2 separate regions of the Gossypium arboreum genome follow, and region 2 is linked to region 1. Evidence: chromatin contacts called from public Hi-C data. All regions are on one chromosome and are shown on one strand. Each heading gives the region's core, a stretch centred on a gene start, on an enhancer-like site or on the middle of the called end of the contact. The rest is flanking DNA. Distances are from core to core; before and after follow the strand shown. Region 1 holds the start of LOC108459346 (non-specific lipid transfer protein GPI-anchored 1). Region 2 holds the start of LOC108467168 (histidine kinase 3-like).

Region 1 (4,567 bases), core at 1,232-3,731:
CTAAGAACCCTTCACACAGCTTTCCACATGATCTTGTCTCCCCTATAGCTTGATTTTGAAATTTTCACATGCCTACAGTCTGTTACGCGACCTAGTCACACGGCCGTATAACCCATCTACACAGTCTATAACATTCCACATGACCTGGCCACACTGCCATGTGCCCCATGTTTTACAATTTCGCTCAAAACTTTTATGATTTGTTCAATTTAGTCTTTGAATGGTTCCTAAACTATTTTTAGTGTCTTATTTTATTCAATTAAGTCCCTGGTAATATGAATAATGTTAGAATCCTTGAATTGATTTACTGAATTAAAATTATATATTTGCATGAATTTTTAATGAAATATACATGCCTATGGTGTCTGTATTTGTGATTGTACGTACAACCTACCTTATGTTACCATTAAACTGAACACATGATAAGCATGCCTTTTTGTTACTGAATCGATCTATTTTAAGCATAATATCTGCCACTGTATCGAATTGTTATAAGCATAATGATTGCTACCTCATTGTTCTGTCAAAAGCATATTAAATGCTACTGTATTGATCTGTTTTAAACATGTCATATTACATTGCATAGGGTGGGACGATATGTACAAAGGAATTTTTAAAAATTGGTCTCTCTCAACAAAAATTTTAAAAAATTCAACATATTTTTCAAAAATTCAAAATTTTATAAAAGTTCCAAAATTTATATTTTAAAAAATTATAAAAATTTTAAAAAATTCTAAAGAGTATATAAAAAAGTTAAATTTTTAAAATTTTCTAAAATAATAATTTTGGAACCTAAATTAATTAATTAATGATTCAAGTTATACTAAAGTATTTTTTCTTATTTTGCTTTGAAAAGTTCTGAAATATACATGGTTTCAAATTTATATAGTCTAACATGAAATTAATTATACTAGAATAAGATTTTAATTTTTAATTTTTAATTTAACTAAAATAATTTTACTCGATTCAGTTTGACTTGACTTGAATTTCATTTTACTCGACTTAATTGAAAAATTCAAATCAAATTAAAATAATAAAATAAGACTTATCAACTCAATTAATTTAAAAATTTTCACTCGATTCAATATAATGCTTATACTTAATCCTATTAACTCATCTATCATGTTAAGATAAGATTTATCTCTTTCGTTAAGGCCATTGAACTTATAAAACAGAAAGGACACTCACCTCATCCATTTTCAATAATGGGAGCTTATAAATGAGACTGACCTACATTTTGATCCTAGGGTAATTACCCTTTACTTTCCACCCTATACATAAATGTGTCATTTTTGTTTTATCCCCGTAGACATCAGAATCAGTGTGTTTTAATATTATCATTTTGAATTTATTTGTATTTTAAAAAATTCTTTTATATATAAATATAGCTCAATTGCATATATATACATATATATACAATTATTTGTATAAAAATATTAATTATGTTTAATAATTAATTAAGTGATTATATTTTAATTTTAATGTTATATAAAAAGTAAAATAATTAAGATACAAAATTAAATTTTAATTTAAAATATTAAAATTTTATACTAACATATATGAATCAGTATAACCATTACAAATAAAAATTTACACAGATAAAAAACCAAACATAATTGTTTCCATTTATTATTGGAACAGGATGTTTGATTATATCTATCATATTTAAAATATTATATATCTATAAAAATCTTATTATATTATTATATAATTTTATTATATTTATATTTGTACATATTAATTCAGATTATTTTTACCTAGTTCGATCCTTCAACAATAAATACACATGAATTAACGGTTGATATCAAGATTTTAACAATATTATCAAAGATTTGGCAAGATTCGAAAAATCAATTAATTAAATCAAAAAATTATGAAATTTAATCATTTAAATCAAAAAATTACAATTTTAATCATTGAAATGAAGTGTACTTACCATTTTTGGCAAAAATATCAAATGTTATTAACGACAATTCTGAATACCAATAGAAATTAAAGGACTGGGGAACAATTCAATAATGAAAGAAAAAGAATCAACAGTCCAAAGATTGAAAATATGGTGCAAGAATGAAAGAAAAAAAAAAGAATTTGAAAAATGGGCAAAGTGAAAACCAAAATAGGAGAAAGAATTGATTACATATCTAGGGTTAGTAAACCATAGGTGCGACACAAGTAGTTTACTCAAAATTGCCGAAAATAAAAAAAAAAAAAAAAATTGAAAAGATAGGCACTTAAATTTGGGTCTAGAAAAGTATTCTAGCACTTTAACCATAAAACCTATAATTCATTTCTTGTTTAATCTTAATTCTTAATCTTATTTATATATTTTAAGGTGGCAATAAATATTTGACTCAATTTAAATTAAGTATCCAGCTCCCAATTTTAAGCACACTAACCTATATAATTAATGAAGTTCCAATTTCCAAACCGCAAACGTTTAAAACTTTCCTATGTTAAAATAAAATTTCTAATTAATTTACCAACCAATTGTCACCACGGTTGGCTGCCCAGCGCAACCTCATTTAAACTCCTCTTTGTAAAACCAACAACTTGTCACTCCCTACCTTACTCTGCTTGCCGCCCAACTAATGAGAGGGGGCCTCCATTTATATCTTAACATCACCACAGCTGATTCCACATCAGGTGTGACATATCAACGCTCCACAAACAATCCTCTCTTTCCATTCAAATGCACATCATTAATACTAAACCCTAAAATTTCAGTCTTCCATAAATATACGCATTCATAGGTAGTTCCAAGATATTTTTGTGTGAAGAAGACTCTGAACTCAAACAATGGGAAAGGGTTGGGCAGTGAAGGTGATGATGATGAGTTTGGTGGTGGTGGTTGGTGCGGGTGATGAGAGTGGGTTAGCCAAAGAGTGCAGCAAAGATTTACAGAGCGTGATGACTTGTTTGAGCTTTGCGCAAGGGAAGATGGAGAAACCTTCAAAGGAGTGTTGCAGTTCGGTTTCGAGTATAAAAGAAGAAGAACCAAAGTGTTTGTGTTATATTCTTCAGCAGACCCAGGCATCCGGGGCTCAGAATCTTAAGAGCTTAGGCGTTCAGCAAGATAAGCTTCTTCAACTTCCTTCTGCTTGCCAGTTGAAGAACGCTAGCGTCACTGACTGCCCAAGTAAGTAGTAACCTCTCTTTTCTCTCCTTTTGCTTTGATATGTAATAAAATTAGTGCATGTTGTGTTTGGAATGAATGAATAGAGCTTCTTGGATTAGCACCAAACTCACCAGACGCGGCTATATTTACAAATTCTTCCTCAACACCGACGACGCCATCCACCGGGACACCGTCAAGTGCTTCAGAGAATGCTGATAATAACTCCGGTGGAACAAAGTTAGAAACTGCTCACTTGGTTGGTTTCACGTTACTGGTTGCATCGGCATCATTTTTGTATGCACTCCCACCGGGATTGGCTTCCCTGTTTTAGGCGGTGTGCATGCATGGGATGGGAGTGAACTAAAAATGCTTGAAATTCCTTTTGTTTTCGTGTTTTGTTTCAGCTGCACCTGCAACATGATTTTACCATTCTTGTACTTACTTTCTTAACTTCAATCATCATATTTAGGGGAGATGTTAACTCTAGGTACTTGTTTCATGATTTTTTTTTTTTAATAATAATTCGACTTGGGTGATTGTTTGAATATTCTGATACTTAGTATATTAGTACATATTCTGCGATTTACGGTGGTTAATTATTTTCGGATTAATATGTTCTAAATCTCTATTTTTTATATTTAGATTGAATGAATGTATAAACATATGTCATCCGTGATTGAGAAAGAAAAGAAAATGGATATCAACTATAGTATTTTGTTGGATTTTACTATGATTTTTCTAAATTAAAATGGTTTTAGTTCAATTTATTAATTTATAATAAATTCATAATTTTTAGATAAGTTATACCTAATCACTCAATTATCATAAATTTTCATTTTAATAAAAAAATTACCCACTATGGGTATATTAGCCGATTGAATTCCAACGTGGTTGGCCAGATCATATTTTTTATTTTCTATTTTGGATTTGTATAATATACATCTCTTTTTCTTTTTTCTTTTTGCTAATTTTAGTCACTAACATTTTACTATAAATCACTCTAAACCCTAGTCGCCGTTAGATCTACCGCCACCGTCGGAGTGTCAATCGGAGATCGCCGATCTATAGACTTCTGTCCCTATGGTTTAGATTTCCTTGAAAGATGCCCGAATCCTTCGAAAACCCAAGAAATGTTCGAAGCCAAAAATGCAAGTCGGCCGCTGGCAGCTGTCTGGTTGGCTTGGTTCCGAAGTGTGTTGCTCCTTTTGGTTGGAGCTACTCTTTCACTGTTCAGATCGTCAAACCACCTCCTAGATCTTGCTATTCGAACTTAAGATGCTTCATTTGTTTTTGCTTGTTTATTTCGTTTCTGACCTTTTTGGGGTTTTCAGTTTATGATTTGGGGCTTCCAAAACAAGGAGCTTCTTAGGTGTTTTTTTTTTCCTTTGGTTGTTGGTTAATTTAGGTTTTGGTCTGCAAGTTGTTTGGGTATAAGAATTATTAGGTTTTTTT
Region 2 (4,567 bases), core at 1,038-3,537, 910 kb after region 1:
GCCCTCTTCAATTTTTTAATGTCAGTTAATTATTTAAACTAAAACTATAATCAAATTGAGATAAAAGAAGAAGAAGAAGAAGAAATTACAAAACTGAAAAATGAAGTGAAATGATAGAATTAAGTTTTTTTTTTTTTAAGAACTATATTTTGATATTTTTGTTCTTATATGAAGCGAGCTTTTTACTCCAACTTTTAACGTAGAACGTGGCAGGCAGATAGACGGGTGTAATAAATGAAACCCCACGGGTGCCACGTAATAAGACGAAGACCCCTTACAGAAACGACACGCAGTGGAGGATGATTGGATAAAGGAAAAGTAGAATAGAGAAGCGGTGCGTTGACGTGGGACATCGCTTTCGGAAAATGGAGTAGTGAATTAGTGATGGTCTAATCAACTTTCCTGACATTGCCGCCCTTCTCTTCGCCACTGCTTTCTACACTTAATTACTGTTTTGCCAACAATCATTAGAATTTGTTATTTATTAATCCATCTTCATTTGAGAGGAGAGAAAAATTTGAAGAATGATGATTGAGCATGTTTCCGAAGCTGGAAACTTAACACAGCCCTGTGGTCTCCCTACATTCTCTTTCTCCTTTAGCCACAACAACTATTATGTCTTTCATTTCCAATCCAATCCACCAAAATTAGTTTATATTTTAAAAAGTCAAATATGCATGTATTTCTATTCACAAAAGCGAAGGGTTAGTGTATTAAATATTTAAGTTTAACATCTATCATTCACAATTATATAATTAAATAAGAATTAATTTTAGTTTCTATTGTATTAATTCTTAGTCCGATCGTATTGTAATAGTTTGATTCTACTTTTAATTCTTTATACAATTTATGTTGTAATAATTTAATACTTGTGATTCTTTAAACATGTAATTGTAATTGAATTTGAAATTTAGTTTTTGTACTTGTATTTTCAGAAATTTATTCTATCTATTTTTAAATTTTAAAATTCAAGTCCAACTGATAATCTGATTAATTTTTTAGTTGAATTCAAGTTAATTACATTCTTTTTTAATAACATGGCTACTAAGTGAGTACTTTTTTATTTTAAAATGTCACAATAATAAATTTAACCTAAAAAAATTAACAGTATTAATATTTGGATCTAAAATTTGAAATCGAAAAGTAAAAGACTAAATTTCTATAAATACAAGTATAATGACAAAATTCCTAATTTTGAAAGGTACAAGGACTATTGGCACATTTTAACCAAAAAAAATATAATTAGATAAATTAAAAGTTTATGATATACATATAAAATTAATACTTAATTCAAGATAACAATGGGTAAATTAGTCTTTATATATTTCATTCTTTCATTAAATTTAAATTTATGCTATTAAATGTTTATTTTGGCATTTTATATATAAAACATAACAATAAATTTAGCCATTAATTTTTACACATTCATTGATTTTTCCCTACTCTTTTGTTTGAACTAAATTAACCATCTAGCAATTTACTATCAACTTTTATCATTTACATGACACTACTTTATCTATATTTTATTACAACAAAAATTCTAAAATATCGTAGAGCATTAGTAAAAATTAGGTTAAAGACTTGTGTTGTTCATAAAATTGAAATTTAGTTTTGTATTTTATTCTTAAGAGTTTGATCTTTTATTTTTAGATTTTAAAATTTAGATTCAATTGTTAATTATATTAATTGTTTTGTTAAATTTATTAATGTGACATTTTGAAATAAAATATTCACTTGATTGCAATGTAACTAAAAATAACATTCTAATGAATCTAAATTTAACACAATAATTTTAATAATTTCAATAATTAGACTTAAATTTTAAAATTTAAAAGTATAGGGATTAAATTCTAAATTTATAAATATTAGAGATAATTATGGCATATTTTAAGCTAAAAATTATGATTCCAAAAATTATAAAAAAAAGTGTCAAAAGATTATAAAAGAAGTTCTAAATTTAAAAATAAAACATAGATGTGATAATAAGATAAAATAGTACTAAAAATTAAGGGTTATTTTGCTTCAAATAAAAAGTATATGCTAAATTAAAAATAGGGTATAAAAATTAATGACTAAATTTTGTTATTATAGAACAATTTTTTGATATTTTTAATCAGATAATTTTAATAGAAAAATAATATTTACCGTATGAAAGAATCCGAGTTGTATGTTTAGTATACCCTAAATTCAATAATCCAAAATAGGAATTATTGCTACCTTTAATTCAATGAAGCAAGTTCTTAAAAACTCTATCGTCTTCTTGATCTAATGTTTTTGACAACTTCGAAAAATTAGAGGGCTCCTAATCTCAAAAATGGGTACAAAAGTCGAATAAAAAAGAAAAAGAAATTATGTTAATTGGTATAGAAATTTGTTTTCATGCAGAGCAGCAAAGGGTACTTTTGTTATCATAAAGTACAGCCAACCCGAGAATAGAGAGTTAAAAGCGTGTAGAAGTTGTACACTTAGACAAAAAAAGCAAAAAGAAAATTTCTCATTTGTTATATTATTTTATATTTAAAGACAAAAATTAATAAAATATACTGGTAGTACCGGCACTACAGTGTTGCAGTAGTATAATATATAATTCGTGTTTGTAATTAGAAACTCAGAATCTTGTGGGGGGTTTTGATTCTTTTTTGTGGTTATTGTGAAAAAATTTCCTTTTATCTTTCTCAATTCTGGGTTTTCTATTTTGCCATCCTCAGTTAGAAAGCTATATTGCTGGATAAGATAGCATCTTTTTTTCTTTCCCTCACGGTCCAAGGCCTTACAGTCTGTCACATGGTAAATTTGGAGTTTGCTGGGAGAGGGTTCATCTTATCCCAAGGTTCTTTTCTGTTGATGCAGAATTTTACTACACAGTTTCTATAGATTTGACAGTGGGTCTCTGTCTTTAGCTGGAATTAAGAAGGAAGTAAGACCCACAATTGGTCACTGTTTCTTGGATGAGTTTGCTCCATGTATTTGGGTTTGGTTTAAAGGTGGGGCATCTGCTTTGGATGTTATGTTGCTGGGTAGCATCTATGATTTCCATGAACTGGTTCATTAATGGTGAATTTAAGGACGCTGAGACAGTTCTCCTTGGTCATAGTGGTAGTAAGATGTGGTTGAAATTCTGGGACAAGTTCTCAAACTATAGCTTCAACATCCACCATCAATATTACCAGTATGTGGGTTCCAAGAGAATTAGCAAGACTTGGTGGAGAAAGCTCTTGTTTTCATGGATAATTGGTTGGATTTTGGCTTCTATTTCTATACTCTATTATATGAGCTTTCAAGCTACCGAAAAGAGGAAGGAGACATTGGCTAGCATGTGTGATGAGAGAGCTAGGATGCTGCAGGATCAGTTTAATGTAAGCATGAACCATATCCAGGCCATCTCCATTTTTATCTCAACTTTCCACCATGGCAAAACCCCCTCGGCTATTGATCAGGTAAGTTAATATCCTCATCTTGTAACTTTTAGTTAAGATAGATGATTATGCATTTCCTTTGCTTTATTGATCAGGATCGGTTTATCAAGTAATGATCTTGTCAACTTGATAGCCAAACCAGGTCTGAGTGTTTGTAGTTAGGAATTATGATCCTTCTTTTTTTGGATAACAAAGGGAACTCACTTTAATCACATCTAGAGGACTTTTGCGAGGTATACGGAACGAACTGCTTTTGAGAGACCTCTTACAAGTGGCGTGGCTTATGCTGTAAGGGTGCTCCACTCGGAAAGGGAACAATTTGAGAAGCAACAGGGCTGGACTATTAAGAGGATGGATACCCTTGAACAAAACCCAGTTCATAAGGATGACTACAATCCTGACCTCTTAGAGCCATCGCCAATTCAGGAAGAATATGCTCCTGTTATCTTTGCGCAGGATATCGTATCACATGTGGTTTCTCTTGATATGCTGTCAGGACAGGTTAGCTCTTTTACTATCTAAAAGCTTATTGAGAAACCCAAGATTCCTTGGATCACTTGTATTAAGCTTAACTCGACTGAAGATTTAATTGTACTACTTTCCAGTTAGGAGGAATAAAATATTTTCAATCTCTCAAGAATTTTGAATTCATTATTAATTACACACTTCAGTTATGAATACTGAATTTCTTGTGTACTGATAGGAGGATAGCAAGAATGTATTGTGTGCAAGAAAATCAGGAAAAGGGGTGCTAACAGCTCCATTTAGGCTACTCAAAACAAATCGTCTTGGAGTTATTTTGACATTTGCGGTCTACAAGAGGGATCTGCCCTTGAATGCAACTCCTACTGAGAGGATTCAAGCTACTGACGGGTATGTTTTCAGTATGAACAAAAAGTAGGAATGTCCAACAAATGTCTCCTCCTTTTATAAAAATTAATGGGAAGATAAATTCCTTATGCTTCTCATCTCTGAAACCACATACATACATGAAAAAGGTAAAAGCTGCAATAGCTTACAGACATCAATGAAAATAATGCCTTGTTAAAAAGGGTGAACCAAGCTCTTTTCTTTTTAAACGAGATCCCTGATAGGATGCTCTAGTTAATGGCTCTGATAAGATGATCTCAATCAGGTATCTTGGTGGAGTG

What was found. A called contact is a pair of places that touch in the nucleus more often than the background predicts.
Region 2: a Hi-C map of leaf shows a contact between it and region 1, with 3 times the contacts expected there. The contact joins the promoter of LOC108467168 here to the promoter of LOC108459346 in region 1. A contact is called at or near these places in 2 of 5 Hi-C or Micro-C datasets (both in leaf).

The regions. Positions count from the first base shown.
Region 1 is chr2:66,543,475-66,548,041 of ASM2569848v2, forward strand. LOC108459346 (non-specific lipid transfer protein GPI-anchored 1) reads left to right here and starts at 2,482. Exons shown (of 2, transcript XM_017758705.2): 1 at 2,482-3,136; 2 at 3,220-3,660. The coding sequence starts at 2,797. The coding sequence ends at 3,446. LOC108458181 (YTH domain-containing protein ECT2-like) reads right to left here. Exons shown (of 8, transcript XM_053024888.1): 8 at 3,991-4,567.
Region 2 is chr2:67,448,676-67,453,242 of ASM2569848v2, forward strand. LOC108467168 (histidine kinase 3-like) reads left to right here and starts at 2,288. Exons shown (of 11, transcript XM_017767718.2): 1 at 2,288-3,437; 2 at 3,636-3,917; 3 at 4,120-4,289; 4 at 4,552-4,567. The coding sequence starts at 2,949.